Regions from separate parts of the Rattus norvegicus genome. Here region 1 is linked to region 2. A link is a contact called in public Hi-C data. All regions are on one chromosome and are shown on one strand. The core of a region is the stretch at or near the end of the contact, and the rest is flanking DNA. Distances in the headings are between cores, read along the strand shown. Region 1 holds the start of C2h3orf80 (similar to human chromosome 3 open reading frame 80). Region 2 has its middle 75 kb from the start of C2h3orf80.

Region 1 (3,448 bases), core at 374-2,873, 75 kb after region 2:
TCTTTCATTTGTCCTTCCAGCCCATCTTGTCTTGAACTTCCCCTAGCCTGAGACTATTAAACACACCAAGTTTATCTTTGCTTTAGGCAAGTTATGAAGAAGGAAGACGTTTGGCATTTGTTCCCTCTGTTTAACTGAAATTGGGTATGCAGAAATGGGGTCACACCATTCTTGGGAGGCTATTTATTTATTTATTATCAATTAGCAGGGTTCCCGAATACAGAACATACTCAGTATACCTTCTCAATGTAAGTACAGCAAAAAGATACCGGCACTGTATCAAAAAAAAAAAAAAAAAAATCTCTTCCATCCCCCTAACTTGCTATAGCTTGAAAGCATTGGTTTTTTTTGTTTGTTTGTTTTGTTTTGTTTTGTTTTTTTAAGCTTTATGGGTGGACTAGGCCTCAGTCCTTCCCCGTGGATCATGGCCAGAGAATGTTTTGGCTTCATAAGAACTTAGTAAAGTCCTGTGCTTAAGGAAGTTTCACAGACACTTTTCCTAGAAGAGACAGCATCATTCTGAAGTTCAAGCAAAGCAAGGTGCTCCCACCCAAAGAAGTATTAGAAGACTTTTCATTTAGGCTGGGCCATGGCCCATCTCCATCAACCCACTCCATCTCCATCAACCCCACCCCTACCCATCCCGTTCTGCTTGTTCGACTTCTCTATTCAGGAGAGAAAGCTTGGCTCATGGCTGAGTCTGTTCCGGCACTTTATATCCGTTTACTTATTTTCTCACACCAACCTTCAAATTTCCCTGTTAGTTTTTCTCTTCAGTGAGTCCTTCTGCGTGTGTCTGTTTTATACTGCCTCAATCAAAGTGGCTTTCTCAGGGGGGGCTCCATCACCCAGCAGATGTGCCTAAAGGGTCTGGATGTGCTGAGCCTTTCTCCAGGGGTTGGTGGCATGAACGTAAACTGCCCGAAGAACTAAGTAGAAACAGTGCTTGTTTCCTTTAAAGTAAGATTTTGCAAACAAAAATAACCTTGAAAAAGACCTTCAGATAGTGCTCAGGAACTTTGCCAACCGCTTCCCGCTCCCCTCCGCCATCACAGATAGGCTATTTATGCTGCAGGAGGGAGCCCCTGCACCCCACAATTCTGCTATCCCTCTTTGGGCAAAGGAAAGCCAAGATCTGAGTTGGTGAGCCTCTGGGAAATAGGGGGTCTTCTCTCCTTGATGAGCTGAGTCACCTCAACAGAGTGCTTCTCTGTCCCTCTGGGGCTACTTCTGTGGCTGTAACTTGAGCCTCTCCAAAGAATTCTTACCTGTTCTGGAGTTCCTTAGGGTCCCGGCTCCCCAACAACCTGGACCTACCTGTCAGCAGAACTATCCAGCAGTTCCCACCCTTAGGGCAGCAATGAGGCTGCACTGGCCATTAGTGGCCATCATTCATTTTTAATCAGAAAGATCACAAGAAAGACTGTAAGCGGAACCCGGTCCGAGTCAATTTAAATAATATTCCCGGGGAAATCCAATCACTTAAAACTGAGACACCTACGCTAGTGAGAGAGAGCGCCCCGCCCGTCTGGCCGGGAAGAGCGCGCTGGCTGAATTAATCAAGATCAAGGGGCTCCGGGGCTGAGAGCTCAGCCTTAACCCTTCCAGCGCCGCGGGGTACCCAGGTGCCGGAAGAAGAGCGTGGCCGGCGACGGCCGAGATGCCCAGAGAGACCCAGCGCCAGCCTGCTCTGTTCATCCCGGCGGCTCCGCACGCTTCTCCCGGGACCCTGGCACCCGGGCGGCCCTCGGACTCCAGGTCACAGGTTCCCGAGGCGGCGACAGCGGTGAGCAGCAGCCGCCTCCCGCAGCCTCGGCGCGTCCCGGGCTCCTCCTCCCTCTCCAGCGTGGCCAAGTGAGCACCGCTCGGGCCGCAGGTAGCCGAGGCGCGGGAGGCGGCGCGCGCGGGACCCATCGGCAGCAGCGCCCGGGCCAGACGGAGCTCCGAGCCTTGCGGTCCCGGACCCCGGCGGAGATCCGCGCTGGCCATGTGGGGTCCCGGGGTCACCACCGAGGGCCTGTCGGTGGCTCCAGCGCCGCCGCCGCTGCTGCCTCTGCTGCTGCTGCTGGCGCTGGCGTTGGTGGCGCCCTCCCGGGGCGGCGGGGGCTGCGCGGAGCTGGCGTGCGGCGAGCGGGAGCGCTGCTGCGACTCGGCCAACGCCACGGCCGTGCGCTGCTGCAAGCTGCCGCTCCACGCCTTCCTAGACAACGTGGGCTGGTTCGTCCGCAAGCTCTCTGGGCTGCTCATCCTGCTGGTGCTCTTCGCCATCGGCTACTTCCTGCAGCGCATCATCTGCCCCAGCCCACGCAGGTACCCGCGTGGCCAGGCGCGACCTGGCCAGGCGCGACCGGGGCCTCCCGGGGGTGCCGGACCGCCGGGGACAGCGGGGCCACCCGACGACGACGACGACTCGCCCGCTCTGCTGCGCGATGAGGTGGCGGCGGGCTCGCAGGACTCACTGCTGGACAGTGGCGGTGGTCGGGGCCGAGGAGGTGGCGGACGCCTGCCCCCATCCAGCGTTTCGGAGCACGAACTGCGGGTGGTGTCACCGGTCTTTCTCCAGCTGCCCAGCTACGAGGAGGTCAAGTACCTTCCCACCTATGAGGAATCCATGCGGCTGCAGCAGCTCAACCCGGCGGAGGTCGTGTTGCCGGTGTCGGTGCTCGGCCGCCCGCGAGGCGGCAGTGCCGGGGACCCCGACGGCGGCCAGGGCCGTTTCCCGCTCATCTGAGTGCAGGGAGCCTCACGGGGATCGCCGGGACCGTACAAGATTGGGGGCTGTGGGTGGCACTCAACTGCAGGTGTGTTGGCAGCCGTCACTGACTGCCTCTGATCACACCTAGCATCCCCGCACAACCTGTAGCCTGGCGCCTAAGTCGGGGTCAGCCCCCTCCCTCTCGCTTCCCGGGGAATCTGTGGTTTTCTATGTTTCTTTGGGCTCAAGGCTAGGCAGCTCGGCGAGGCAATGGCTTTGGATTAGCCCCCCCAGCTCTTCTTGGACGGTCGTCCCCGCCCTCTGCCATGCCTCCCCTTGTGTTCACTGTAAGTGCCTGCTTCTCCAATCCAAAAGAACACGGAAACCATTTGGTGTGTCTAGAGACCCGCGGCTTGCTTTAAGGTTAAAAGGGAAGGAGCACAGGTTCATTCCTTGCTCTCCTGCTCGGACAGGTCACAGTCTCCCAGGACATAATAGTCAGGAGCCTTTGGCTCTGGACCTCGACCAGTGACTGCTACATGCAGGTCTGTGGAAGCAGTACTTGGCTGTGAGGGGATCCCTTGAGAAGGACCCAGAAAACCCTTTGGCGTCTTCCTGGCCGAGCAAATAGTTACAGCTGATGGCTCACAGTTTTGTTGGGGAAGGGATACCATGATGGATGGTTTAGCGGCTGCATCTGTTCAAGATGTGGCAACTTATTAATCCAGACCGTATTTGCAATATGGTACCGAC
Region 2 (3,836 bases), core at 1,252-3,751:
TGCAAAAGGAAGACTTTTAATTTGCACTTTCTGTGGACTTAATTTTGAACTTAGTTCCAGTCAATAAACACCTATGCTTCAGGGATTAACAGAATCTAACAGGCCTTCTGCAAGTACCCAGAGCTAGAGCACTTTAAACACTTTGTATGTCCTCCTACCCTTCCCCCAGATTCAACAACTCTCTGCCTGAGTGTTTTAGAAACGATCCCAAGGTCACCGGTTCCATGACATAGTTCCAAATGGATTGAGAAGTGTTTTCCCTAAAGACATTAGGTCTTGATTTATTATATTCTACCTTGATGATCTTGGCTTAGGCAATTGTCCTTTAAGACAGTAGTTCTAAAAATCTGAGCCAAGGATCTTTTGGCTTAGAGCACTAATCTCCACAATATGTACTTTAGGAGCATGAATTAATAATTAAGTCATGATCAATTTACTTGTGATAGCCCTTCTTGGTGTCTCATCAAGAATACCACCATCCCATCAGGAGAGCCTCTTCGTCTCCACAAATAGGAGATGGGGGGCAGAGAAAAAAAGGGAAAGAAAGAAATTCATATTAAAGTGCCCAGTGATCCAGAGTCTACCTGAAATGCCCAAGATTCATTCGCAGGAAGCATTGTGGTCATCCTGGAGCTAGTACTGCACAATACATCATGGAGAAACTACTTCTCCAGCCCCTTTAAAATCGGGGAATCAGAAAGCCACTAGGGCAATAATCATTGACGTCCAGAATAGCAAAAGATACTAAAATCATTGCACAGGAGTGTGACAAAGGGAACAGAGCTACACAGATTCCTACAAGGGTCCCATTGATTACACAGGGAAAAGAACAGCTTGAGAGTGACGAATCCTGTCGGAACTACCTTGGTCAAATGGTCCACATCCCCATTATCAGTGACACACAAATAGGCATCTCAGGCCCCCGACACAGTGTGGTGGGCGCTACTTCTATTGTTGAGATTCGTTTGTTCTGTGGTACCAAGAATAGGGCCTGAGCCCTGTGTTATGAGGCAAGTACTCTATCACCAAGCTACATCTCCAGTATTTGGGTTTATTGCTTGCTTGGTTGGTTGCTTTGTTTTGGGGCATAGGTACTTCCTAGAACTTGAACTTCTGGTTTTTTGAATCCCAAATGCTGAGATTATAGGCATGCTCTGTTTTGCATGGTACCTGTGAAGGATTTTCTTAGCAAATATCTGAAAACCTATGTATGACCGTGAGAAGGTGTTACACAAACCCAATCTTAGCTGAAAAGCAATGCCCTTCCAAAGGTTCAGTGTCTTAAAAGACAAAGGGAGAAGGAGCCGTCTAGATTAGAGAGTCTAAGAAACAGACATGGCACTTGATGTAACCTGAGAGCCTGGATCCGGATCCTGTTTTAGAAAAATGGAGTTCTGAATGTCTGGTTTCAATCCTTGTACTGTGGTTACAAGGTGTTGACATTTAGAGATTGAAATGTGGGAGTTTTGCCATTTATTTTAAAATCTGAAGGTGCTTCAAAACTAAAAGGTAAAAAAGAAAAATCCTCAGACCCTGATAAAACCAGGAAAAAAAAAGAGACACCAGAGCAAATGGAATCAAACAAAGGTGATTTAGAATGACAAGAAATATTTGTTCTCTCAGTGAACAGGCTTTCTGCAGGCCAGTGGCTGTCAGGGAAGTGCAGATGGTATTATGAGGAGGCAGCCTTGGTGGAGGTTAGCAGTGTGCAGCTACACTGTTGAATGCTGTGTCGGGGGTCACTAGGAGTTGGACCATAGAAAGAAATGAACAATAAAAACCAGTATTTAAGCCAGGTGGTGGTGGCACATGCCCCTTGACTCAGGAGGCAGAGTCAAGTGGATCTCTGAACTCAAGGCTAACCTGGTCTACAGAGTGAATCCCAGGACAGCCAGGGCTACACAAGCCAGGGCTACACAGAAAAATCCTTTCTCAAAAAAAAAAAAAAAAAACAGGATGTGTTAAAGATGGCGCCCAACACCATTACCAAACCCTGAAGGAGAAGGGCCCTGTGGAAAGAATGAACCAGTGACAGAAACAGTCAGGAAAGTGTGGTTGGTGGGACAGAGAGGGAAGCAGGAAGCTGGAAGTTGGCCAAGGGACAGTCCAAGGCTTTGGGAACATCTGGGAGGACGTGGTTAAAGATGGGTAAGTAGCAGGGAAAAGCTGAGGCTAGGAACACAGTGAAAGGGTGAACGGCAGGAGCTTCATCCCTCGGCACGAGGAGCTGAGTTTCCTTGTGGATGCCTAGGCTGAGGGGCTGAGTCCCTGAGAGTTAGAGACAGAGCGGTAGAATGTTGGGAGCAGATGCACACTGAGATCATGCTGAATGTGAAGAGGGAAAATGATAGCTTCTTGGAAGGCAGGGGAGGGTATTGACTTGTCAGCCAGTGTTACCTTGGCAACAAGAAGGTAGCAAGCAGAGCTGAAAGGCTGTAGCCAGTGATGTAGAAACTACACAGGCAGGGTCTGGAGGCTGAGCACCAGGGCTGAACTGGTGTTCTTTTTGCCTTCTCTGTCTCAGGTCACCGCTCTGAGCCACATTGTGCAACCACAGCAATGGGAGAATCCCCAGGAGCTGGAGATGTATTTCTACTTTGCTTTACCCAAGAAAAGCTCTAACAAAGGCCAGAATCTCAGAAAGTCCAAGGCCTATTTTGGTCTTTATTATCCAGTCTGAAGTGGTTTGGTTACAGGCAAGGCTAACTGCTGCACTCTATAGCATCTTTTCTAAACAGATTAATTCAGAGATCTTTTCTCTCCCGTGAAATGTTGACAGAAACGCTGCGTGCATTGGCTACAGAGCTAACGCTTCCCGTGAGTGGTGGCTGTGAGCACTCAAAGGGGAAGCAGGAAGTGGAACTAAGAGACGTCTCTTTCCTGGGACAGTGCTTCAGACTTGGGGAGCTGATTCAGTGAAGTGGCCAAGCCCAGCAAAAGGGAAAATGCATGTAGCCTGAACCCAAGACCAACAAAGTCCACACTGGAGACAAACTTTTAGCAATTAAGTGGTGCTCGAACAATTAGCCAGCACTGAGTCAAGATGCTGACCTGTTTGAGAGAATGTGTGTGCACAGAGTGTCAGTATGCAAAGAGTGTGTCAGCATGCAGTGTGTCAGCATGCAGAGAGTGTGTCAGCATGCAGAGAGTGTGTCAGCATGCAGAGAGTGTGTCAGCATGCAGTGTGTCAGCATGCAGAGAGTGTGTCAGCATGCAGAGAGTGTGTCAGCATGCAGAGAGTGTGTCAGTATGCAGAGAATGTGTCAGTACACAGAGAGTGTGTCAGCATGCAGTGTGTCAGCATGCAGAAAGTGTGTCAGCATGCAGAGAGTGTGTCAGCATGCAGAGAGTGTGTCAGCATGCAGAGAGTGTGTCAGCATGCAGAGAGTGTGTCAGCATGCAGGAGTGTGTCAGCATGCAGAAAGTGTCAGCATGCAGAGTGTGTCAGCATGCAGAGAGTGTGTCAGCATGCAGAGAGTGTGTCAGTATGCAGAGAGTGTGTCAGTACGCAGAGAGTGTGTCAGCATGCAGTGTGTCAGCATGCAGAGAGTGTGTCAGCATGCAGAGAGTGTGTCAGCACGCAGAGAGTGTGTCAGCACGCAGAGAGTGTGTCAGCATGCAGAGAGTGTGTCAGCATGCAGAGAGTGTGTCAGCATGCAGAGAGTGTGTCAGCATGCAGAGAGTGTGTCAGCATGCAGAGAGTGTCAGCATACAGAGAGTGTGTCAGCATGCAGAGAGTGTGTCAGCATACAGAGAGTGTGTCAGCATGCAGAGAGTGTGTCAGCATGCAGAGAGTGTGTCAGCATGCAGAAAGTGTGTCAGCATGCAGAGAGTGT

Evidence for each region. A called contact is a pair of places that touch in the nucleus more often than the background predicts.
Region 1: a Hi-C map of prefrontal cortex shows a contact between it and region 2, with 2.4 times the contacts expected there. The contact joins the promoter of C2h3orf80 here to the enhancer-like site in region 2. A contact is called at or near these places in 2 of 12 Hi-C or Micro-C datasets (frontal cortex and prefrontal cortex).

What each region holds. Positions count from the first base shown.
Region 1 is chr2:155,433,664-155,437,111 of GRCr8, forward strand. C2h3orf80 (similar to human chromosome 3 open reading frame 80) reads left to right here and starts at 1,624. Exons shown (of 1, transcript NM_001399852.1): 1 at 1,624-3,448. The coding sequence starts at 1,988. The coding sequence ends at 2,731.
Region 2 is chr2:155,358,035-155,361,870 of GRCr8, forward strand. No RefSeq gene overlaps it. Among named protein-coding and RNA genes, the nearest start is that of C2h3orf80, 75 kb to the right of the region's middle. Within about 2 kb of position 2,502, at least 18 of the 93 cell types and tissues checked have an H3K27ac peak or open chromatin away from gene starts, as enhancers often do. A contact at or near this core is called in prefrontal cortex, where this site is marked.